Regions from separate parts of the Mus musculus genome. Here region 2 is linked to region 1. A link is a contact called in public promoter capture Hi-C data. All regions are on one chromosome and are shown on one strand. Each heading gives the region's core, a stretch centred on a gene start, on an enhancer-like site or on the middle of the called end of the contact. The rest is flanking DNA. Distances are from core to core; before and after follow the strand shown.

The links. Promoter capture Hi-C pulls out the DNA fragments that hold promoters and counts their contacts.
Region 2: a promoter capture Hi-C map of second pharyngeal arch cranial neural crest shows a contact between it and region 1, with 6 times the contacts expected there. The contact joins the enhancer-like site here to the promoter of Cntn5 in region 1. A contact is called at or near these places in 7 of 39 promoter capture datasets (the 3T3-L1 cell line, cranial neural crest, liver and 3 more).

The regions. Positions count from the first base shown.
Region 1 is chr9:10,902,823-10,908,078 of GRCm38.p6, reverse strand. It overlaps Cntn5 (contactin 5), which reads left to right and starts at 3,304. Exons shown (of 25, transcript NM_001170787.1): 1 at 3,304-3,594. Gm32710 (a long non-coding RNA gene) reads right to left here and starts at 3,634. Exons shown (of 3, transcript XR_001779092.2): 1 at 3,395-3,634; 2 at 2,076-2,310; 3 at 1-303.
Region 2 is chr9:12,494,643-12,499,898 of GRCm38.p6, reverse strand. No RefSeq gene overlaps it. Among named protein-coding and RNA genes, the nearest start is that of 4930568E12Rik, 610 kb to the left of the region's middle. Within about 2 kb of position 2,923, at least 2 of the 459 cell types and tissues checked have an H3K27ac peak or open chromatin away from gene starts, as enhancers often do. A contact at or near this core is called in second pharyngeal arch cranial neural crest, where this site is marked.

The DNA of each region.
Region 1 (5,256 bases), core at 2,055-4,554:
AGGTTGTGATGTAAAGAAAGTTATTTGTAGCACAAGCAAGACAAGAGCTTAGGCATAGCACAGAGGACACATCTGCAGTGCATCTGTTTGTTCACCCACTGCAAACTAGAAGACAAAAAGATGAAGACATTTACACAAAGGCAGTTAGACAACAAGATCAAAAAGGCAGCATGATAGCTAGATAGAGGTGCTATAAGGGAGGCTTTGAAAGCTTTACTAAGGAAACAATACTTTTAATTCATTCAGTGTTCAAGATTTTATCAAGGTAGAGAATGGGTTGATCCATCCAAAGTGTTGCTGACCCTGTGAAATAGAGAGATGTGATGTTTTAATACTATCTTATTAAGTCCGCAGCACTACAGTTTTATAAACAGACATGCATGGCTCCATGCATTTAAACATCTTAAGTCAATACCATAATTTTAAAGATTCTACATGATAGTAATAGAAAAAGCACAGTGATATTTGTGAGCCCATTTGATAAGTACTCAGAAAGCATAAGTTAGTCTTTCTTCACCCAAAGGGACAGACTCTTACTTTCAGCATCACTGTTTCTCTTTGTTTACATGCCAGCCCTGTGGCTATGACAGAGTGCAACTATGTACATAATAAACATAACTTTCATGTTCTCAGAAAAAATAGAAAGTAGACAGCATAAAATAAGCTCCATGATACCAAAATTCTAAGCTTTACTTCAGAAAGATGAAGTTAGACAAATTAATATGTATGCATATTAATATACGATATATTTGTTAAACAGTGTAAGTAATAAAGAAGCAAAAATCAGTGTAGATTCTGAAGAAAGATAACTGAGTAAATTTGTCTGTCCTAAGTAATGACTAGAAGCTGCCATTTCGGTCTGCACAAAGAGAAAAAAAAATCTTACATCACTAGTTAATCCAAACCCCACATCTTTCTCATTCTCAAATGATCAGGAGATTTCAAAAAGAAAGAATATTATCTTATATTACGTTATTACATTATGCTTAAACAATAACTTACAGTATGTCTAACTCACAAATTTATTTTGTTTAATGGGAGCCAGATTTAATCCACCTACATTATTATTTTTTATTTCCTTAATTTATTGATTTGAGAACTGCCTGGCTAAATAGTCCAGGATGAACCCTGGCTATGTCATCGAGATTGTACCCACATTCATGATTGTCTTGCATGAGGCTCTTAGAGTGCTGAGATTATAGGTATGTACCACCAAACCTGGCTCTCATCCATCTTTTGAGAGGCAGATTTTGTTACTTATTAACTGTAAGACTGCATATATCCCTCTCACCATTAGTGTCTGGTAATGTGTTGTAAAGGAAGTATTCTTTGTAAGAAAAGCCAGATTAAACCTCTTCATCACTGTTCTTTCTGGCCTTACCAAATTTTCTCATGCTTTCTGGTGTTTCATGATCTCATGCCTTGATTTATTGGGATACATTCAGTATTTATTGTTTTAGTGAATACATTTCTAGAAGTCAACTTTCATCTTTTCTGGATCAAGGTTAGTTGAAAGCAGATATTAAAATAAAGGATTTAATGACCCAGAAATAGATAACAAAGGCAACAGATCCCCCACAGTATATCTACTATAGTGAAGCATCACCATGCTCAGACTCCAAGACCTGAAGGCTGTAAGTGGTCAGTTATAACAAACATTGATAGCTAAAACCTCATTGTACAATTTTTGAAAAAGCTTTAAAGCTTTTAGATTCAGAATCTAGTCTGCAGTATATTTAAAGAGCTTATAAAACTCTGGAGATTCTTTCCCCTAAACAACAGCCTGCTGTAGGCATTGAGCCAACATAGCAGAGAAGCCGCCCAGAAAACTTGCCTCTCCCAAACTATCCCTCGGTTAACACATAAGGAAAATAACCTAATTACTGGAAAGCATGAACAAGAAAATAAAAAGTATGGAAGGGTAGAGAAGCATTAAATGCAAATACACATTAATTGTCTTTGCTGTGGAGAAAGAAGCGAATCTACATCCTGAGGGTACCCATTCAATAAAGTCTTGATGTTTGCATAACATGTGCAAAGAGCCAAGGACCAGGAAAACGACTAATTTTAATTACCAGGAAAGCTGTAAGAACGGGATCAGAGAGCTCCAGTGGTATCTTGGCTTCCAGCTACTGGCTCTGTGCTCCTTGCCAATTACAGCCTCTCGCAGCCACTGGGGGCAAAAGCCATGCGGAGAGGATCCATCCAGATGAACGCAGGCTTGGGCTGGACGCACACACATGTGAATAGCGTGTGCCTCCTGGTTCAGGTGCAGCCCAAAGCTCACGCAGAGTTCCAAGTGTAGATAGGCTGGCAGAGAAGAGAGTATGTGATTCCAGACTTGTCACGTACAGGTGCAAGCCACATGGAGTTGGAGACAAAATGTATGTAACAAAATGTATTTCATAAATACTGGATTACCACCACACACATGAAACTGGAGCACTCAAAGACAGGGAAAGTGGAGAAACCTGAAGAACAATGACACTAAAGCTGTCACCGCAGATTTACTATCTAGGCAATTTTTTTTTTTTTTCAACTCTGGACATTGTGATTTCCAATGTGATTTTTCTGGACACTGACATTTTCCGAAAAACAAAAACAAAAACAAAAACAAAACAAAAAGCAACAACAACAACAAAAAATAACAAACTGCTATTTCTTTTGCTGTTTCAGAGCTGACTCTAAACCACTACCCCACTCATCACTCCCAAGGACAAGTAATAACACCCCCTATCCCAGCACTCTTAGATGAAACTCGCATGTATACATAAAAAAAGAGAATTGCCTCCCAGTTAGAACCTAACCACACTCTCCCAAGTGCCAGTTCTGCTCTGGAGCCCACATAAGTGAATCTGAGCCTCTGGCTGTCTGAGCTATCAACACAGCCTGGCAATCAGCAGGGACAGTGGCAGGCCAAGGGAGGAAAGGACCCAGACTCTGCCAGCACTGTTAGCTCTCAGTGGAGAGGTGGCCAGGTATGGGAACAGCCTTCATGACTTTGGAGAGAAAAAGATGGGGAGGGAATCGGTTAGCAAGTGATGCCAGGGGAGTACCTTCTAAGAAAAGAAAGAAATCCAAAGCCCTGCTTGAGGCATACAGTCTTTTACAGGCAGGGACATGCTAAATGAGCCTTTGCAGCGCAAAGCAGTGAGGCGCCTGGCGACGGTGACAGCGCGGAGCGGGAGGGGCGCGGGCCACTCTGGGAGAGACCCAGCCAGTCAGGGCGCGCGGCGCGGGGCGCGTGGACGCATTGGAGCATCCGCGCGCGAGCCCGGAGCAGCAGCGGGAGGAGGCGCCCACTTGCACCTGCCTGCATCTCTCAACTACTCCGCCCCACGCAACTGATGGCAGCCAAGTGCCATTAAAGCTGGCAGTCAGGAGGATGCCTCACCTGGGTCCCTTCTGCTGGGAGAGGCAGGGCAAACCAGAGGAAAATTCCCAGTGAAGGACTCAGAACTCTGCGATTTCTCTTCTGTCACAGGCTGTGGAGCACCTAAGGAACTGCTCCACCTGAGGTGTGTCCAGGGCACGAGGATGGAAGATGAGGATTGAGAATCACCAAAATGAACAGAGGCAGCTGGCGTCTCATTGGTAAGTGGCTGGCATTCCTTCGCTGGTGATTGCTGCCTGTGATGCTGCACTTTGGTTCCCAGCCACTTAGGGTTTTTGACACAATCACTTCTGCAAAGCCATCCTTCCTCGTCGTGTTGCCAGAGGTAAAAACTGTTCATTGGTGCATGTTTAAAGACAGGGAAAACAGTGGGTTTTTGTTTGTTTGTTTGTTTTGTTTGTTTGTTTGTTTTTCTCTGCTGGGATTTGATGTTGAAAAGTTGAAGCAAGTGTAAAACCTATTGTATGTTTCATAAAGCCACCGGAAACAGGAGGAAAAAACTAGAAGCAAGTATGCTTTTTGGATGGCAAATGTCAGGAGGGATAAGAATATTTTCTTACCAAAGTAATAAAATGCTTTGGAAGACAAAAATGAAATGGTGTTGTCAGGTCATGGCTGAGAATCTCATAGACCGAATAACTGAGAATACAGACAGAATACCTGGGCATGTAGTGGTGCAATAACTTGTTAAAATGCAGGAGAGATGCAAGCAGAGTTCTGCAAAGTTTGGGAAACTGAGAAAAGTGGAACCTCGAATTATGCTGAGTGATCTCCCCCACGTGTTGTGCATAGATGTTTGCTGAATATATGTTCCCAGTTTCTTATTTTTATAGGGATGTGGGGAGAGTGTTTTCTCAATTTCTATGACTATGATGTTCAGTAAGCTGAGGATTGCTATGACAACCTGAAAATTTTTAGGTTGCTTAAATTTATTTTATTCCAAAAAGAAAAAGAATTCATCAATATTTCAGAATAATTTTATGTAAAATTAGCATAAGTAAGACAAAAGCATGGTAATTGTAGGACAGGTTTGCAAGAGAGCTTTAATAGTACGATGTGTGTGAGGCTTTACCCATACACAGCTCACATGCTTTTATGAAAAGAAGTCATTTAGGTAATTCAGCTCTCTGCTCTGATTCTGAGTCTTAGCCATGAGAAAGAAATGAAAACAGTAGCAAACCTTAAAATAGCAGTGTCATTTAAAAAAGAAACAATGAATTAAGCTTACAAAGTGTTGTAAATGTAATTGGTTGCTACTGGGCTGCAGCACACCTTCTGGATTACCTCTAAATGTCACTGCAAGCTATAAGTTCTGCATCCTGATTAACACCAAGACTAAACTGAGACTAAGACAGGAAGAAATGCTTGCAAAGTGTCAGTGGCCAGTGGTGAACAACTCACCTGTCGTGCTTCCCATAATTTCTCATTTCATGCTGGAAGCATTTTAGTATTTCACAGTGCAAAGCCTGAGTCTTAAGCTTGGCAGGCATGCTTATATTGATGAGATGATAAACAGTCAATGACTATATACAAATAGATTTTACAAAGTGGCTAAAACAGTGGATGTATTATGTAAAAAGTCACCTCAATCTAATTAGTGGTAGAAGGAATACAGTTAAGACTCAAAAGTTAAAACAATAAATGTAATATAGAAGAATTTTTTTGGACTAGTTATCTTAGTTGGAACACCAGATGTAAAAGAGGTTAGATAAACAGACTGCTCAGTGTAAAGACTGGTGTTTCGAATTAAGGAAGGGTAAACACCTTAATGTTACCTAAAACTTCTGAAAACTATCAGAGTATAAATTGTATTAGACCACTCTCTGGTTTCATATGCAAGCAAATAGAAAATTAGAAAACTT
Region 2 (5,256 bases), core at 1,674-4,173, 1.6 Mb before region 1:
GCCAGATAGCATAAACTTTATCTACCTATGAATCTTGTAAACTCTGATGTGTGGACAAGAGGCTTGACTCATTCTAGCTTAAATGTCCTCAACTTCAAAGCATAATATTGCTGAGAAGGGTAGAATAGCCCTGTAATTCCTGCCCTTGGAAAGCTGAAGTAGGAAGACTGAATGAAGGATGAAAGCTACATTCAGATATATACTGAAACTTGCCTAAAGGGAGTAGGGGGTGACATATATGGGAGAAAAATGCCAAAACTGAAATTGAGAGTTGAATGTAGTAAAATTTGTAGCTGCTGTTTTCCATTTCAACTTAAAAACAAACAAACAAACCATTGTTTATGATATGTCCAGAAATGTCAAGGGTATAGGGGTTAGCTCTTTGGTTGGTATTTTTGAGCTGATTAAAATTATGAAAAATGACTACAAATACTAAATATTAGTAGTATTATCTAAATGTAGTTATGTTTTCTAAAGTAACAACAGCTGAGATGACTGTCTTATGGGTAGGATGTATAAGAAAAAGTAAAGTTTAGGTTTCTGGTATTGGTCAGTTTAATTAAAATTTTCTTTATTAAACAGCACACAATTAATGTTTATAAATCAAATTGCATTAAACAATGGGGTAATGGCTAGGAGTAAAGTGATTGCTGTGTGAGTATGAGGTTGAGCCTCCAGAATTTACACAAAGTGAGACACAGTAGCATCTGTCTAATTCCTGAAGTGAGAATGGAGGCAGAATCAGGAGAATTTCCAAAAACCTGAATCACCTGGTAGCCTGGCACAACAACGGTACTAAGCCACCAGCAAGGTGGAAGGCTAGGGCAGACTTCCATGTAGGTGTCCTAAGATGTCTACACACACACATGCACACGCGCGCACACACACACACACACACACACACACACACACACATTGATTAACGTAAAAAACAAAAGTATAATTAATTTTTAAAGAGAATTGGCATGTTTGGGGAAAAAGGCTTTCTGCAGCCTCAGTTATACCAACTAAGCTGCTTCCTATGCAATCCTTGTGATTGGTGGTGGGCAACCATACTCTCTAATATGTCTTTGCCCATAATTATATCTCCAAGTGAAAAAAGTAGTAACACCTATGAGAGAAGCCACAGACTGTGGAAGCTTATTTATATGAGTAACTTTAGACTCACACTTGGATTACATTAGATACATTTGCAAGTATCTTTACCATTTAAAATAATAACAAGAAATATTGGATCACCCAAGACCTTTGAAAGTGTTCATTATCCTTGTATTCAACATGTAAATATATAGAGGAATGCATTTGTGTTGAGGATTAATACAGCAAGTAAAATATGAGAGAAGGCTGAAGAATGGAAATAAATTAATTTTAAACATCTTTTCTTATATTTAAAAGCATTCCTCTGGATTTTACTATTTGGGATTTTTAAAGTGTAACAAAATGCTTAATGGTTTTAAAATAATTCATGAACTGAAAGCCCCACAGTGGGAATTTTAACAAGTTTTAAACTGATGTGGGAAAGCTAAGCTGTAAAATAAAATACTGATAGTTAATGGTCACAACATATGTCAATACTCTACTTTCTAAGCAAAGAGTAAAGATGGGTCCTTCAATGTTTCTTCTCTTTCCCCATATTGTTTAAGACCAAAAGATCTGATACATCCTTGAGTATAATAATGTCAACCTGCTTAATGACAAGACACATTCCCCTCATATTAAAACCAAAAGAAAAAACAGTGATTTCATTCAATTAATTTCATATATTTTGACAGTCATTTCTCCTGAAGGCATTCCATTGATGAGCTAGGAAGCCAGGGTTGAGTACTATCTATACACCTCTGTTTTCCTTGAAGTCCATGGCAGGTTTTGTGTCAGTCCTTGTTGCTTTACATTCAGTTAGGTTCCTAACTGTAAGCTAAATGTATTACAGACATCAGTATAGAATTGTAGAGAAGTGTTGGAATGACTACTCCCCCCCCCACACACACACACTGTGTATTACTGTTCATACAATGAACATTTAATACATAGGATGAACATATATTCTCCTTCTACTATTATATCTATATAGTCTTCATAAAACTTCTGATGGGAATCACTATATTTTTACTTGCTTTTCTTCCAATGTTAAAACTAAACACAAAAAAAAAAATTATCTGCAGAAAAACAAGTGGCACTCAGGATTCAATTTGTAGGCCTGGAAGCTATAGCACCATGGGTAACAGAATGAATAGCTATTAAGGTGACAGTGTACTTATGTCCTCTGGAAAGACTAAAATGCCTCTACATTAAGCTGAAATATTCAGGGTAATTGGAGAAAAATACAAGCAGGACTTCAGACTCAAAAGTTTAGTAAAGGCAGCAAAGCTGACTTTTTGTATCCATTCATAGTAATATGGTGTCTACAAATGATACTTGAATAGAACGTGCTATTTTTAAAGTCTTGTTTGTTGATTCTTGTGAACTAATGAGAGCAATGTATAAAAATGAACATTTTTATCCCAAATATCTTTTGATAGAGTAGACCAAAAAACCAAAACAACAAAATAACCAAAAACCAACCAACCAAACAAACAAAAAAACAGAAACAAAAAACCAGAAAACAACAACAACAACCACTAACAATTTATGTAAACACAGGCAGCACTTGACAGTCTGCTTTCTCATGTCTTAGAGCTTTAAGGGGGGTAGGAATCAAACAAGAATAACCAAAGTTCAACAAAAGCACACCTTTGAGTGCCAGAGGCACAAAACGAGATAAATCTTCCAAGCTTCAAGCCAATTATTCTCAACACCACAAAAAACGTCAGTGTGTGAAAACCAGGCATTGCTCTGAATTGTGGCCAACATATCAGAGGAAAGCACTCTTCCTGTGGAAATGCAAATAATGGGAACCTGATCCTATTCCCAATGTGCTTGGCAGTACAAAGAACTTGAGGTCACCCTGTACTTTCTAAAAATGAAAAGCAGAGACATGGGTTTCCCTCCATCTGTCTTCTATAAACCATTCTCAAAGAGAGGTGAAAAGAACTTAGTGCTGAGAAGGAATGTTAAATTATACTCTGTGTGGAGTGGAATCAGCTTTCAAATGTCCACACGCAATTGGTGTGGTTTGCCAAATACATGCAGAATCCTAATTTACATGGCAAAGGTATTTTGCTTTGAAAATGAATTTTATGTTATAATAAAGTTTCAAAGAAGCATATATATTATTTTAAATCTCCCCAAAGCCAAGTAGGTCTGAGTAGTTATAGACTCTGTCAAATTAAAGAAATTAAAGATTGGAAATAAGATTTACACATTTAATAAATAAGTGTTTTTGCTTGAATAAATAAGATTTTCTATTTGAAAACACAGAGTGTTCTTGATAATATTTAGAAATAAAAATTTAGTTTTCAGCAAAATAAAAGAAACTATATATTTTGTGCTATGAGAAAAAGAATTATACCTCTCTGGGCATTACGTGTGACATTCATTCTGTCTGTTCCATCCATACCTCCCAGCTCTCCCATGTGTCTTGCAAATTTTCCCATTTTGACTTATAATTTAAATTTATGCTTCTGATATGTCAAGATTTAAGACCCAATCAGGCTGCATTAAGTGATTTATTCTGGGCTACCTCTTTGTTTCATTCTTCTTCTCATATCACCAGGACCAATCAGGTCTTTTCTCTGTATAACCGACACTTGAGCGCGCGCGCGCACACACACACACACACACACACACACACACACACACACACACACACACGAGAGAGAGAGAGAGAGAGAGAGAGAGAGAGAGAGAGAGAGAGCAAGAGAGAGAGAAAGAGAAGACACAGAGACAGAGAGAGATACAGAGAAAGAGTCAGAGACAGAGAGATAAAGCTTTCTATTATAAGTCACTGAAGTTGTGAAAAACAGACTGTCTTTTACACAAATACCAAAAGTTGATCTAGCTAGTCTTTGGCAACTGCCTTCTGCATCTTTTAATTGGGGCAATCTGCAGAAGTATAAATCTTGCAATTCAGGTTTAGATGTTTAACATGGCTTATGCTCATGCTTATTACCCTCTGAAACTGAAAACAAGCCCCCTAATTAATTGTTTTTTTCTTATCAGCCACCTTGGTCATAGTCTCTCTCTCTTTTTTTTTTTTAGATATTTTCTTCATTTACATTTCAAATGCTATCCCCAAAGCCCCCTATACTCCCCCTGCTCCCTGCTCCCCAACCCACACACTTCTGTTTCCAGGCCCTGGCATTCCCCTGTACTGGGGCATATGATCTTCCCAACACCAAGGGCCTCTTCTCCCATTGATGGCCGACTAGGCCATCCTCTGCTACATATGCAACTAGAGATACAGTTCTGGGGGGGTACTGGTTAGCTCATATTGTTGTTCCTACTATAGGGTTGCATACCCCTTTAGCTCTTTGAGTACTTTATCTAGCTCCTTCATTAGGGGCCATGTGTTCTATCCAGTAGATGACTGTGAGCATCCATTTCTGTATTTTCCAGGCACTGGCATAGCCTCACAAGAGATAGCTATGTCAGGGTCCTGTCAGCAATATCTTTTTGGCATATGCAATAGTGTCTGGGTTTGGTGGTTGTATATGGGATGGATCCCCGGGTGGGGCAGTTTCTAGATTGTCCTTCCTTTCGTCTCAGCTCAGAACATTTTCTCTGTAACTCCTTCCATAGGTATTTTGTTCACCGTTCTAAGAAAGAGCAAAGTATCCACACTTTGGTCTTCCCTCTTCTTGAGTTTCACGTGTTTTGCAAATTGTATCTTGGGTATTCTGAGTTTCTGGGCTAATATCCACTTATCATGTGTGTTCTCTTGTGATTGGGTTACCTCACTCAGGATGATATCCTCGAGATCCATCCATTTGCCTAAGAATTTCATAAATTTATTGTTTTTCATGGCTGAGTAGTATTCCATTGTGTAAATATACCATATTTTCTGTATCCATTCCTCTGTTGAGGGACATCTGGGTTCTTTCCAGCTTCTGGCTATTATAAATAAGGCTGTTATGAACATAGTGAGTAGGTGGACTCCAGAAATTCAAATAACTCTATTAAAAATGGGGTACAGAGCTAAACAAAGAATTCTCAACTGAGGAATACCGAATGGCTGAGAAGCACCTGAAAAAATGTTCAACATCCTTAATCATCAGGGAAATGCAAATCAAAACAACCCTGAGATTCCACCTCATACCAGTCAGAATGGCAAAGATCAAAAACTCAGGTGACAGCAGATGCTGGGGAGGATGAGGAGAA